Linked DNA regions of Mus musculus: all the other regions are linked to region 2. Evidence: chromatin contacts called from public Hi-C data. All regions are on one chromosome and are shown on one strand. Each heading gives the region's core, a stretch centred on a gene start, on an enhancer-like site or on the middle of the called end of the contact. The rest is flanking DNA. Distances are from core to core; before and after follow the strand shown.

What was found. Hi-C and Micro-C count contacts between places; a contact is called where the count stands out from the background.
Region 1: a contact with region 2 is called in a Hi-C map of bone marrow-derived macrophages, with 4 times the contacts expected there. The contact joins two enhancer-like sites. A contact is called at or near these places in 2 of 39 promoter capture datasets (the 3T3-L1 cell line and embryonic stem cells), 7 of 15 datasets of contacts at CTCF or cohesin (CD8 T cells, the NIH/3T3 cell line, embryonic stem cells and 3 more), 234 of 484 Hi-C or Micro-C datasets (the 3T3-L1 cell line, 3T3-L1-derived adipocytes, the 63-12 cell line and 127 more), 25 of 115 datasets of contacts at active chromatin or transcription factors (the 230-238 cell line, CD4 T cells, CD8 T cells and 19 more) and 5 of 9 other capture datasets (adipose tissue, bone marrow-derived macrophages, embryonic tail and 2 more).
Region 3: a contact with region 2 is called in a Hi-C map of bone marrow-derived macrophages, with 33 read pairs. The contact joins two enhancer-like sites. A contact is called at or near these places in 7 of 39 promoter capture datasets (the 3T3-L1 cell line, 3T3-L1-derived adipocytes, the HPC-7 cell line and 3 more), 2 of 15 datasets of contacts at CTCF or cohesin (CD8 T cells and the NIH/3T3 cell line), 3 of 484 Hi-C or Micro-C datasets (3T3-L1-derived adipocytes, the HPC-7 cell line and bone marrow-derived macrophages), 2 of 115 datasets of contacts at active chromatin or transcription factors (the HPC-7 cell line and bone marrow-derived macrophages) and 3 of 9 other capture datasets (adipose tissue, liver and macrophages).

What each region holds. Positions count from the first base shown.
Region 1 is chr1:40,391,175-40,395,127 of GRCm38.p6, reverse strand. No RefSeq gene overlaps it. Among named protein-coding and RNA genes, the nearest start is that of Il1rl1, 46 kb to the left of the region's middle. Within about 2 kb of position 1,692, at least 57 of the 459 cell types and tissues checked have an H3K27ac peak or open chromatin away from gene starts, as enhancers often do. A contact at or near this core is called in the STO cell line and bone marrow-derived macrophages, where this site is marked.
Region 2 is chr1:40,543,126-40,547,219 of GRCm38.p6, reverse strand. It overlaps Il18rap (interleukin 18 receptor accessory protein), which reads right to left. Exons shown (of 13, transcript NM_010553.4): 11 at 4,093-4,094. Among named protein-coding and RNA genes, the nearest start is that of Il18rap, 30 kb to the right of the region's middle. Within about 2 kb of position 2,364, at least 7 of the 459 cell types and tissues checked have an H3K27ac peak or open chromatin away from gene starts, as enhancers often do. A contact at or near this core is called in the STO cell line and bone marrow-derived macrophages, where this site is marked.
Region 3 is chr1:40,408,461-40,412,478 of GRCm38.p6, reverse strand. It overlaps a transcript of Il1rl1 not described here. Among named protein-coding and RNA genes, the nearest start is that of Il1rl1, 29 kb to the left of the region's middle. Within about 2 kb of position 2,393, at least 27 of the 459 cell types and tissues checked have an H3K27ac peak or open chromatin away from gene starts, as enhancers often do. A contact at or near this core is called in bone marrow-derived macrophages, where this site is marked.

The sequences.
Region 1 (3,953 bases), core at 443-2,942, 150 kb after region 2:
AGGGCAAGTGGAAGAATAATTTAGAATAACAAGTGTATAAGGATATCAGGAAGTCCCAGGCCCCTAGGTGTGAAAATTATTTCTCTCTCTCTCTCTCTCTCTCTCTCTCTCTCTCTCTCTCCCTCTCCCTCTCCCTCTCCCTCTCCCTCTCCCTCTCCCTCTCCCTCTCCCTCTCCCTCTCCCTCTCCCTCTCCCTCTCCCTCTCCCTCTCCCTCTCCCTCTCCCTCTCCCTCTCCCTCTCCCTCTCCCTCCCCCTCCCCCTCTCTCTCTCTCTCTCTCTCTCTCTCTCTCTCTCTCTCTCTCTCTCTCTCTCGTAGATTAGAGTGGCTCTCAGACCTCTTCAGAGAGGTTTCTTTGTACAGTGGTTAACACATAGACACACTACTGGTCAAAGAGCAGAGAGCAAGTATCAGTTTAGTGTTCAGCCCTAAACGGAACATCTAGATTACACCCTTCTCAGTTCCTGAAGTGGGTACTTCATATGCCTGCAATGATATCCTGCTGCATGCCCGAAGAGATGGAGACTGGTGCATCATGGGTTAACCCTTCAAAGCCTTGACCAGAATAAGCTTCTCAATTTAATTGTCTCAGGTATGTGCTATTGGAATAAGATTACAACAAATTACCCCCATATTAGTTACCAATGGTGCCAAAGAGCAAGATGCCCCTGGCAATTTGCATACACCCACGAGAAACTGGAAAGCCCTTCTTTGAAGAGAAAAATGTGAAAATGTTTAAGGAAAAAAAAAAGCAAATGCTGAGTTAACTGCCATCTAGAATAAGGTTTTGTGAATCTCTTGTTGTGCCAGTTTAAAATTAAACTAATTATAAGAATATATGTATACAAGAGGCTAAAAGGCAATGGCCCAGTGGTTAAAAGTACTGCTGTTCTTGTAGAGGAGGTAGGTTCAGTTCCTAGCACCCACATAGCAATTTAAAAACTTTTATAACTTCAATTTTAAGGTACTCAATGTCCTCTTCTGCTCTCCAAGGGCTCCCACACATGTGACACTCACAAACTCATAAAGACACATAGGCAGTTAACTTAAAAATAAACTTCTTAAGAAAACATACGTATATGAAAAGCATAGTCTGTCCCAGAGAGCTCCATACTACTCTGGTTCAGAATTCCCTGGTCCCCTTGAGAAGGAGTGAGACGCAGAAGATGTATATACACAAAAGGAGGCCACATGAAGACACAGGGGGAAGGCAGCAAAGATGAGGGTCCAAAAACAGCCTGTCCCTCGATAACCTCAGAAGGAGCCAGTCCTGTTAGCTCTTCCGTCTTGAACTTTCATCCTCCAAGGCCAAGATCAAATAGATCTGTCGTATGTTACCCAGGCTGTGATGAGCTGTCATAGCAACCCCAGGAAGACAGCCACATTTAGTCTCTATCAGGAGATTGGAAGTCAAGTCATATTCTAGCCTCCTCCCAATTGCTATGGTCCCAGGTCTTAGCTGTGGTAAAGAGGACACTGACTACTGTGTTCTATGTTTGGTGCATCTCTAGGGAGGGATGTAGGTTTCAAGGCTGACCTCAGGACAGGCAATGGAAGACTTGTCAGAGTTTTGCTTCCACCGAGGCAGCGCCGTAGCCATTGGCATCATGGCTTCCACTCCTTCTTGACACCAACCACACTGTCCAAATTCTCACAAGCTCACCACAGAAACATGCTACCTTAGTCATCATGAATCATCTGTCTCCACCCCAGTGCCCCGGGGCAGCGGGGAGCTGAACCCTCACAGAGAAAGTGACACAGCATGACGTCACCAGCCTCCTTAAATGTGTAAGCAAACCTCTCCAGACCCACAAATTCGGAGTAACTCTATTTCTTCATCCTCATCATTACATGCAGGTGCCATGCTTATGAATAACATCTGCTTTTTGGAATAATAGGTAGGAAAAAATGTGCCTCTGTGGTGAACAGCAAATTGAGTGGCCTTAGAGGAGTTCAAAGAGTTAGACAGGGCTTTAAGGTGGACGTGTGGGTTGAGACAGCTGGAGAGAAAGGTAGCCTCCGCCTTCTTATCCTGATGGGAATGGAGAGGGTCCTATAGCTGTTTACAGCTACATCACTAGGTAAATCATATGCCCAAAGGGATCTTGGACCCCCAAACCCAGCAGAGCAAAGCAAGGGTGAGGATGCCACTTCCAGGGAATGTGAACCCTCGTGTCAGCTGAGCAGCTCAGGAGAACATCAGCTGCAACTGTGAGCCAGAGATGTTTCTATCAAAGCACGGATCCTGGGCAGGGAGGAGGTCTTCATGCTTCAAAGACCAGAAGAGAAAGGATGCAGAGCAGGAGAAGAGCAACGAAGGCAAGGAAAATAGGAACTTGTGGGATAGAAATTAAGAGTGACCAAAAACTAAAAGGGGGAAGTCATATTAGCAGAAGGAAGAGCCCAGAAGAAACAGCTACAGCCTCTAAGGAAGGATGCCACACATTTTGCAGTGATAGGAGGTACCCGGCCCACGACGATGCAAGTCCAAATACCTCACCATGCAAACCTTAACCCCAGTAACTACAGTTGTCTGCACAAATGCACTGCATCAAGTTAGGCAGACAGCTTAGAGTGGAGATTGTGACGTTCCCCTCAGTCTTTGGAGCAAGGCAGTCATCATCCCTGACCAAAGGGCAGGACATTTGTCAGTGGACCAGGGCAGGGCTCCCTCTTTGCCTTATGTCTTGCATTTATCTGCCCTTTTTTTTTTTTCTCCACCGACTGCTAAACAAATACTTGCCAGCCCTAATGTCGCTATTCAGCACTAGTATGGAATATATTCATTTAATAGCTGCCGAGCCAAACTCTGAGCAAGTGCTTTGGGCTGTCGTAGTAGAGACACGCTAATGGAATGGAGCACAAAACACAAAATAACTCTGGCTTCTCCAAACAGAATCTAGAGACTCAGGTTACCCGGCTGTATCGGGAGGGAAGTTGATACACCACAGATAAAAACATCGTACTTACCATTATCTTCCTTTCCATTCTGAGCCTTTCCGGGTGTTCCGTTCAACCCAGTGCTAAGCGCCACTTGGCCTCCATTCCTGTCTGAGGAACATCAACATCTCTTAGCCAGAATTTCCCATGATCCTCTCCCATGTCTGCTCCCTCCTCACTGAGAAATGTGTCTCCTTGTTCACACCTGGCTGTTGCACTTGTAAAACAGACTTGGTCCTTCGACCTCTCAGCTCCCAGTGCAGTCTTACCTGGAAAAGGACTCACTGTGAATGGTTTAGTGCCAGTCCCCTTCCCACTATGGCTAAAATCCTACCTATCTGTCCTTAACCATCGTGTGACACTTTGACCTCTTCCTTACTTTTTTACTCAGCTTTTCACTTGGCAACCCTGCACCAGCCTTCACCAACCTTACCACACAGCTGCCCTTGGAGCCTGAGGTCAATTTACTGTGGAAGAACTGAACTGTTCACCAAAGAGAACAGGACACCTCCTACAGCCTTGCTAAAAAAAAATATTCTTCTGTTCTTAGTTCTCCACTGGCACCTTCTGTCTTTGTGACCACTTCCTCCTGGTTCCCCATTCTTGGCCTTGCCCCCAACCTTGTTTCCATCACCTTCCCTTGCACCTCCTGTTTGAGTTTCTTCACTCTCTGGCTTCCTCATTGGTTCCTCTTTGAGCATCAGTCTTCGTCCAAGATGTGGGCCTGTTTCCTTCTTGAGGGTTCACATAGATTCTCATGATTCCGGCTACCAATGAATGTTGATGGTTTGAAGATACATTTCGAGGAGTGGGGCTATTTTCCTCAGTCCTCTTCAAATTGGTTAACGCTGCAACCAACTCTGCACCAATCTGTCCATCTTCTTTCCTCCTCTCACCAGGACTCTAACAGCATCCTAACGATCCTCCTCCATGTATATAACCTCATCTCAGTGAACTTGGTTTAGTTTCCTTCTTAAAAGCCAGCCACCACTAGTTCACACAGACCCTGGGGGA
Region 2 (4,094 bases), core at 1,115-3,614:
CACGGCACTACAGCCCATAATATTTCTCCCATGTGCAGTAATGCTGGTATGGTCCTCTATGTGCACAATATGCAGAAGCATATCTCTCCGGCCATGGCCCGTATATAGCACGTGACTATATCACCGGCTCTCCATTTGTTGCACTTGGCTTGCCATGGCTGTGGAACACACTACCGCTTCTAAACACTGTTTGCCCTACAACACCATCAGCAGCCTCACGTACCTGGCAGTTAACAAGTCTCACAATTGGATAAATGTTCTCTTCTGCTTAACTGGGTGTTGGTTGTTTTGCTCATCACAACCTGGGAGTAGTTGGGCTTTATCTATGTATTTGCATATATAGTACCCACTGTGTAGTGATAGGCTTATATACACACACTCTCCAGAGAGTCCACAGCCTACTGTGTCGTAGTTTATACTGTCTAGGTTTATACAAGCCCACTATATTTTGTTTCTACAAAGAAAAGTAGCCTAAGGGTACATGTATCTGAATGTACCCTTGTCATGAAGGGCTGTGTCAAGTGACGACAGTACTTGTATCTCCTTGTGAGGTGAGATCAGTCGAGTTCCCCTTGCAGGAATGGTTGCATGAGGTAGCAAATATGCCAGACCAGAGTCTCTGGCTCTCACACAGCCCTCCCCTTATATTTGAGAAGCTACATTTATAGAAGTAGTCTTAGGACACTGTACAGGTCTCTTGTACTTCTGTTGATAATATTATCAGGAAGATTTGTTGGGATATGCTGAAATAAAAAAACTACCTCGAAGAGACAGAAAACTCACACATTAACTCACACGTTTTGGGATGGAGCAGCTGTAGTTTATATTTCAGGTCATTCCATAACCTCCATCTACAGTGTTGTTAGATGTAACTAGTGTCTCAGGCCACAAGTAGTGTCTCAGGCCGTTCAGCAGTGTGCTTGCTAAAAGAGATGCCCAGAGGATTGGCTACCATCCACAAATAAAACAGGAGGCTCAGAGCCCCCAAAGCTATAGAAGCTAGTTTGTGAGGTACTCGACTGCCCATATAGAAAGGAGGAGACTCTGAGGTGTGGCCTGTAGGTAAGTGCTGGTGTGTTTAATGATGAGACCTTGAGATAAGAGTAAAGAAGAAGTTCCAGAGAGGAGGATAGTAGGACACGCCAGTACGCAGAAAGGGTTAAAAAGTGAGATTGACTTTACTGAGGAGGGGGAAGGGTAAAAGGAAGGGTGGATGAATATCAATAGAAATGATTTTAAAAGCAAAATAAAAATAAAAATGTGTAACACACCATATCTACCTCTGACCCTCCCAGGGTTTTGTAAAAACCCCAGAGTTTTCTATAAATCAAAAGATAAAACAGAGGAATGGATACAGAAAATGTGGTACATCTACACAATGGAGTACTACTCAGCTATTAAAAAGAATGAATTTATGAAATTCCTAGGCAAATGGATGGACCTGGAGGGCATCATCCTGAGTGAGGTAACACATTCACAAAGGAACTCACACAATATGTACTCACTGATAAGTGGATATTAGCCCCAAACCTAGGATTCCCAAGATATAAGGTACAATTTGCTAAACACATGAAACTCAAGAAGAATGAAGACTGAAGTGTGGACACTATGCCCCTCCTTAGAATTGGCAACAAAACACCCATGGAAGGAGTTACAGAGACAAAGTTTGGAGCTGAGATGAAAGGATGGACCATGTAGAGACTGCCATATCCAGGGATCCACCCCATAATCAGCATCCAAACGCTAACACCATTGCATACCCTAGCAAGATTTTATTGAAAGGACCCAGATGTAGCTATCTCTTCTGAGACTATGCCGGAGCCTAGCAAACACAGAAGTGGATGCTCACAGTCAGCTAATGGATGGATCACAGGGCTCCCAATGGAGGAGCTAGAGAAAGAACCCAAGGAGCTAACGGGATCTGCAACCCTATAGGTGGAACAACATTATGAACTAACCAGTACCCCGGAGCTCTTGACTCTAGCTGCATATGTATCAAAAGATGGCCTAATCGGCCATCACTGGAAAGAGAGGCCCATTGGACACGTAAACTCTGTATGCCCCAGTACAGGGGAATGCCAGGGCCAAAAAGGGGGAGTGGGTGTGTAGGGGAGTGGGGGTGGGTGGGTATGGGGGACTTTTGGTATAGCATTGGAAATGTAAATAAGCTAAATACCTAATAAAAAATGGAAAACAAAACAAAACAAAAAAAAGATAAACTTATTTAGCAATGAATTTACAGAGTGTGGTGTTAGAGGACCTACACATGTCCTCCTAGTGTTATTTCTTTCTAAATGAAGTTTAGACATTCACAATGAACTCTTGGGCTTTCATTTTGTAAATAAATATCCGTTTGACCAGCAGAGGGCGCTGAATCACTGTGCTCCAGAACCCAGTTCTGAGCAAATCACCAAGAAGTGAAATCACATGAGACAAAATTAAATGATCCCTATCAACTGACTCTGCTTTGTTAAACTCTAGAATCTTAGGGGGGGGGGGGTTCAGTGAATTTGTTCCATACAAATATAAAAGGCTAATTAAACAAACAAAAATTCTGAAAACACTGTTGGCTTATATGGAACTCAAAGGATGTTATCAATAATCGATCTAAAATAAGATGAAATGCATGTATTTCTCTAGTTTTCTTAGCTTGGTTCAGGTGTGTGTGTGTGTGTGTGTGTGTGTGTGTGTGTGTGTGTGTGTGTGTGTGTGTGTTTGTGTGTGTTTGTGGGGGCGGGGAACTGAACTCAGACCTGAAACACTTCTTACTTTCTTTTCTTGGTGCCGTAATTTCAGCCTGCAAAAGCCACTGGCCTCAGAGGACCCTCCCAGTGAAGGTGCTTACACGGCAGGCAGACCTTCTGCTCCAAGCAGTAAAGTCAGTCACTGACACTGCAAATACACTGACCTGAGACTTGCTGAAGCCAGCAAAGCTTAAAGCAGCATTCTAGCCCATACAACATGATGGGTATTGCAACCATGTCTTGTGGGTGAATTAACAGAAGTGTCATTGGTAATAATAGGACTTGTAATTTGTGCAACTTACACTTGTTTGGGACAAATCCCTGACCTGGCATGCCTTGTTTTCATGTGGTAATAACCCAGGTGATGGGTTTCCTAAAACCAGACTTAAAGATTCAAAGTTAAGACACAGCCTCTTTGGGTGGTCTCATACGAAGATTATGGCTTCATCTTTCTCTGTCTAAGGGGACTGTGAAGATGGCAATAGTCAATACTCTGACTGGGCATATGACCCATCCTCAAGTGACATTCATCGCAGACCATACTGAGTTTCTATATACTTAGGTACCAGTCTAAAGGCAAACCAGGTCTAGCCTCAGTGAGCTCACATACTGTCCTCTGCCTGCTGCTGCGACAGTCCTGTTTTATGAATGAGGAGAGCGGTATATAAAGCTGCCACTTGCTGAATCACCCCAGATTGGTTAGCAAAGAGAATATTTCTAAGTCCCATAAATCCCACAAAAGTATCTTCTACAAGGTTCCTGGTAACTAGAATGAGCTAGAATTGTTTCTTCAGTCTTTCCTGGTGTAAAGCCAGAGCAAAAGGAGGAGAGGAAGGAGGAGGAGGAAGAAGAAGAGGAGGAGGAGGAGGAAGAGGAAGGAGGAGAAGATGAACAAGAAGAGGAGCAGGAAAATTAGAAGAAAAAAGAAGAAGAGTAAGAAAAGGGGGAGGAAAGACTAGGAGGAGGAGGAAGAAGAATTAGAAGAGGAAGAAGAAGAATAGAAAGAAGAAAAAGAAGAAGAGAAAGGTGAAGAGAAGGAGGGGGAGGAAGAAGGAGGATAAGAGGAGGAAGAAAAATTAAAAGAAAAAGAAGAGGGGGAAAAGAAGAGGAAGAAAAAGAGGAAGAGGAGGAGGAGGAAAAGAAGAAGAGGAAGGACCTAATCCTTCGAGATAAAACACTACCTATCAGGCATTAGCTACCTCTGACTTTTCTCATGGGCTCTGGCTGGCAGGAGGCATGTGAAATCACAACTAAGACAGTTCTAAGAAAAGAGAGCCAATAGATAGGGAATAACTAAGTAACAGTGTCTTGTCATTTAGACAGGGAGTGGCACACTGGGTGTTCTTACCC
Region 3 (4,018 bases), core at 1,144-3,643, 130 kb after region 2:
CTTCATTGGGGACCCTGTGCTCCATCCAATGGATGGCTGTGAGCATCCACTTCTATATTAGTCAGGCACTGGCAGAACCTCTCAGGAGACAGCTATATCAGGCTCCTGTCAGCAAAATCTTGTTGGCATCTGCAATAGTGACTGGGTTTGGTGATTGTTTATGGGATGGATCCTCAGGTGGGGCAGTCTCTGGATGGTCATTCCTTCAGTCTCTGCTCTCGACTTTGTCTCTGAACTCCTTCCATGGGTATTTTGTTCCCCCTTCTAAGAAGGATTGAAGTGTCCACACTTTGGTCTTCCTTCTTCTTGAGTTTCATGTGTTTTGCAAATTGTATCTTGGGTATTCTGAGCTTCTGGGCTAATATCCACTTATCAGTGAGTGCATATCATATGTGTTATTCTGTGATTGGTTTACCTCACTCAGGATGATATCCTCCAGATACATCCATTTGTCTAAGAATTTCATGAATTCATTGTTTTTATTTGCTGAGTAGTACTCCATTGTGTAAATGTACCACATTTTCTGTATCCATTCTTCTGTTGAGGGACATCTGGGTTATTTCCAGCTTCTGGCTATTATAAATAAGGCTGCTATGAACATAATGGAGCATGTGTCCTTATTACAAGTTGGAACATCTTCAGGAGTGAGATTGCTGGATTTTCTGGCAGAACTATGTCTAATTTTCTGAGGAACAACCAAACTGGTTTCGAGTCCTTGTCTCCTGGTTCCATTTTCTCTGTAATCTGTGTTTGTTTCTACTTAAGGGCTTACCTCTTGAATTAGGAGCCATGCTTTCCTGTCTAAGAACATCTAGTAATTGTAGCTGCAAGTTGATTGTTTTGGATGTGAAGTATTTCTGACTTGTGTTGCCTTCATTTAATTCTGAATTGCAGTCTAGTAGAGCAGTTCAGTCATCATGGTACCCTGCTCAGTTTTCCAACTGTTTAGAGTGACAGGCCAAGTCTAATATTGGTTACTCTGCTCTGGGTGATTGGGGGTTAATTTTAATCACAGTATTCTCAAGATTACTTAAGGGATCACTGCTGCACACAAATAGGAAAAATGTGGTTCAGCATCCTCCATTTCCTCTTTCTCTTCGTCCCAAAATAGTATCTGTCAAAAAAAAAAAAAACTTACCATGTTTTCAGCCCAGTTATTCCAGTCGAATCCAGTATTCCACAGATCAAATCATGCCCAGTCACTTAGTAACTATATCACCCTAATATAGTTATTCAACATCTGTAAACCTCCATTCTCCTATTTGAAAAAATAAGAATTATAGCAATACTTGTCTCACTGGGGTTTAAAGAACAAACCAAGGAGTAGAAGCGTCCATGACAGCGACCACCATAGGACAGGAACTTAGCTAGCCTGTAGAGACATTTAAGGGTCTTTCCTATTTCTCCAACATGACAATTTCCTCAAGAGGATACTTATAGCTGTTTGATATTTCTGTCTTCTCCATTCCATGAACTAATAAGTGAGGTCCACTGGTTAGGAAGCCCTGTGAAGGTCCTTTTCAGTTGGTGGCTGAGGTTTGTTTATTCTCTCTACAAATGTATTCTCAGTTTGGTTAACATGCTTAGCTGCATGCACTACAACAAGAACAGTACTGGAAACAACAAAAACAAAAGCCATGGCCTCTTCCCTCAAGACGAGCCACTGACTGTCTATTATGAGAAATGGGCCTAAATCAAATAACAAACAAACAAGGACATGCTATTGTTAAAAAATGCTCCACCGGAGATGCCAGTTACAGTAGATTGGCAGCAGTATGAAGAGGTAGTGGAACCTTTTTAAAGGTGTGGACTGGAGGAGAGAGGTATACCATGGAGGACTTTCCCCTTACAGAACTGTAGAACTCTGAGGTGCTACCCATCTCTTACTCTGTTCCCCCGGAACATGATCAGAGGTGTGATTATATATCAGCAATAACCAGCCATCGGAGCCTTAAAAGAATGATTGGAAAATTGATAAGAAAGACATTTGGGGGGAATGTACAATGGTACATCTCTCCTAATGATCAGAGGATATAAAGTTACTTGGGTTCCAGGTGACTGTTATCAACCCCTTCCCTGACAATCTCTGTCATTTCCTAGTGAGCCTAGGAACAAAGTAGCTATGGCAGCCGGGTTGAAAGCAATGCGTACAGCCAGTAACACAGACAGAGAGCAGAGACCAATGCTGAGCAGCCAACGTGGCAGTATGTCCCAGGTGCCTAGCCAGCAGCCTGGTGTCATGTTAACTAACTTTGCCTACTTCCATGAAGAGAAGTGTGACATTTTGTCTTCACTGGCCCAGTTATTCTTTATGTTGCTTTGCCTGACCTGTGTGTAATGCTTCAGCCAAAATAACCACACAGGCTTAACAGGATGTCCTATTTCCCCATCTTACTATTCCACACAGCATTGCTCCTGAAAAAGGAACTTGCTTTACAAAGAAAGAAGTGCAACAGTGAGCCCATGCTCACAGAAGCCACTAGCCTTCCATGCCCCCCACCTTCCTGGAGTAGCTTGCCAAAAAAAAAAAAAAAAACAAAAAAACAAAAAAAAATGAATTGGACTGTGAAAGATAGAGTTAGAATATGGAAAAGTGGCAAGAGCCTGAGGCCTGGGGCAGATTCTTCAAAAGGCTGTATATTCAGCATCCGTATCCTACATGGATTCTGCATCACCATCCCACATGGATTCTGCATCACCATCCCACATGGATTCTGCATCACCATCCCACATGGATTGATTCTGCATCACCATTGTTAGAGACCATACCATGAGAAAGCAAGCCCTTCACAATCTCCCACCCTGACAAGCCAAATGGTCTCGTGCTAGGAGTGGGTCATCACTCCCTTCTCCCTGTTCCCTTCCTGGCACCTCAGGCTAAAAAAGCTGAATTATAGTCCCCTCTTCCTTATCTTTTCCTGACTCTTATGACATCCAAGGACATGAGTTATGCGCTGAGCCCAGCCTGATACCCAAGGCTGTTAAGGAGGATCTATGTTCCAGAGATAAGACACAGAGTGCCCACCACCTGGAGCCTGACTTCTGCCCTCATGTTAGCAGATGCCTACTTCTTTGTTCTCTGTTAATTCCCCCTCCACCCCTCCCTATTCCCCTCGATGTATGCTTTAAAATCCGGCGTCTCAGCCAAATAAACGGAGACCTTGATAGGAAACAATCTACTTGGTCTTCGGCTTTTATTTCTCTTCCATCCCATTTTCTTCCAGGTTTGCAGTCCCCCTCACACCCACGAATAGCTGAGTCCCAAGGGACGGGATACACCATCCTATATCATAGATTCTGCATCTGCCTCCGACATGTGGTACAGTTTCTGATAAAGCCAGGAGGGAAAAAAAAAAAAGAATGACACAACCCATCATCATCCACAGGGACCCATGAACTACTTGTCTACATCTTATTCCCATTAATAAAAGACTTGCCACCTACATGTATTTATTCCAAATGGAGAACTTCTGTCAGGTATATAAGTATTCCACTGAACTAGATGTTAACCAGCTAAGAAAGGAGTGACTTTGCTCCCAGGAGTGACTGTCCAGACTACTAGGGAGAAACTGGACTAATTCTCCCCAAAGAGTATGTCTGGAGTGTAACAGATTTTTCAGAATTTGGCCATGTCTTATGATTAAGATTAGTAGAAGATGACAACCCAATTCAGGTAAGATAATAAATCTACAGTCCTCAGAAATGAATATTTGGGTCTCTATTCGTTGTGACTGATCACTGTTCCAGGTACAGATCCTAGGCCTGCTCAGGTACTTGCTGAGGGTGGAGGAAATACAGAAATGGTAGTAGAGGAAAGTTTTTATAAATACCAACTAAAGCCATGTGACCAATTGTAGGAAGGAGGGTTGTAACCACCGTTTGGTTGTGCTTGTGCACTTACACACATACGTTAAGCAGATGTGTGTTTTTCCCTTACTGCTTTATCATGTAACATGACATCAATTGAGGTAGTATCAGTAATTAATTGTTATAAATCATTACCACATTTAAGTTACAG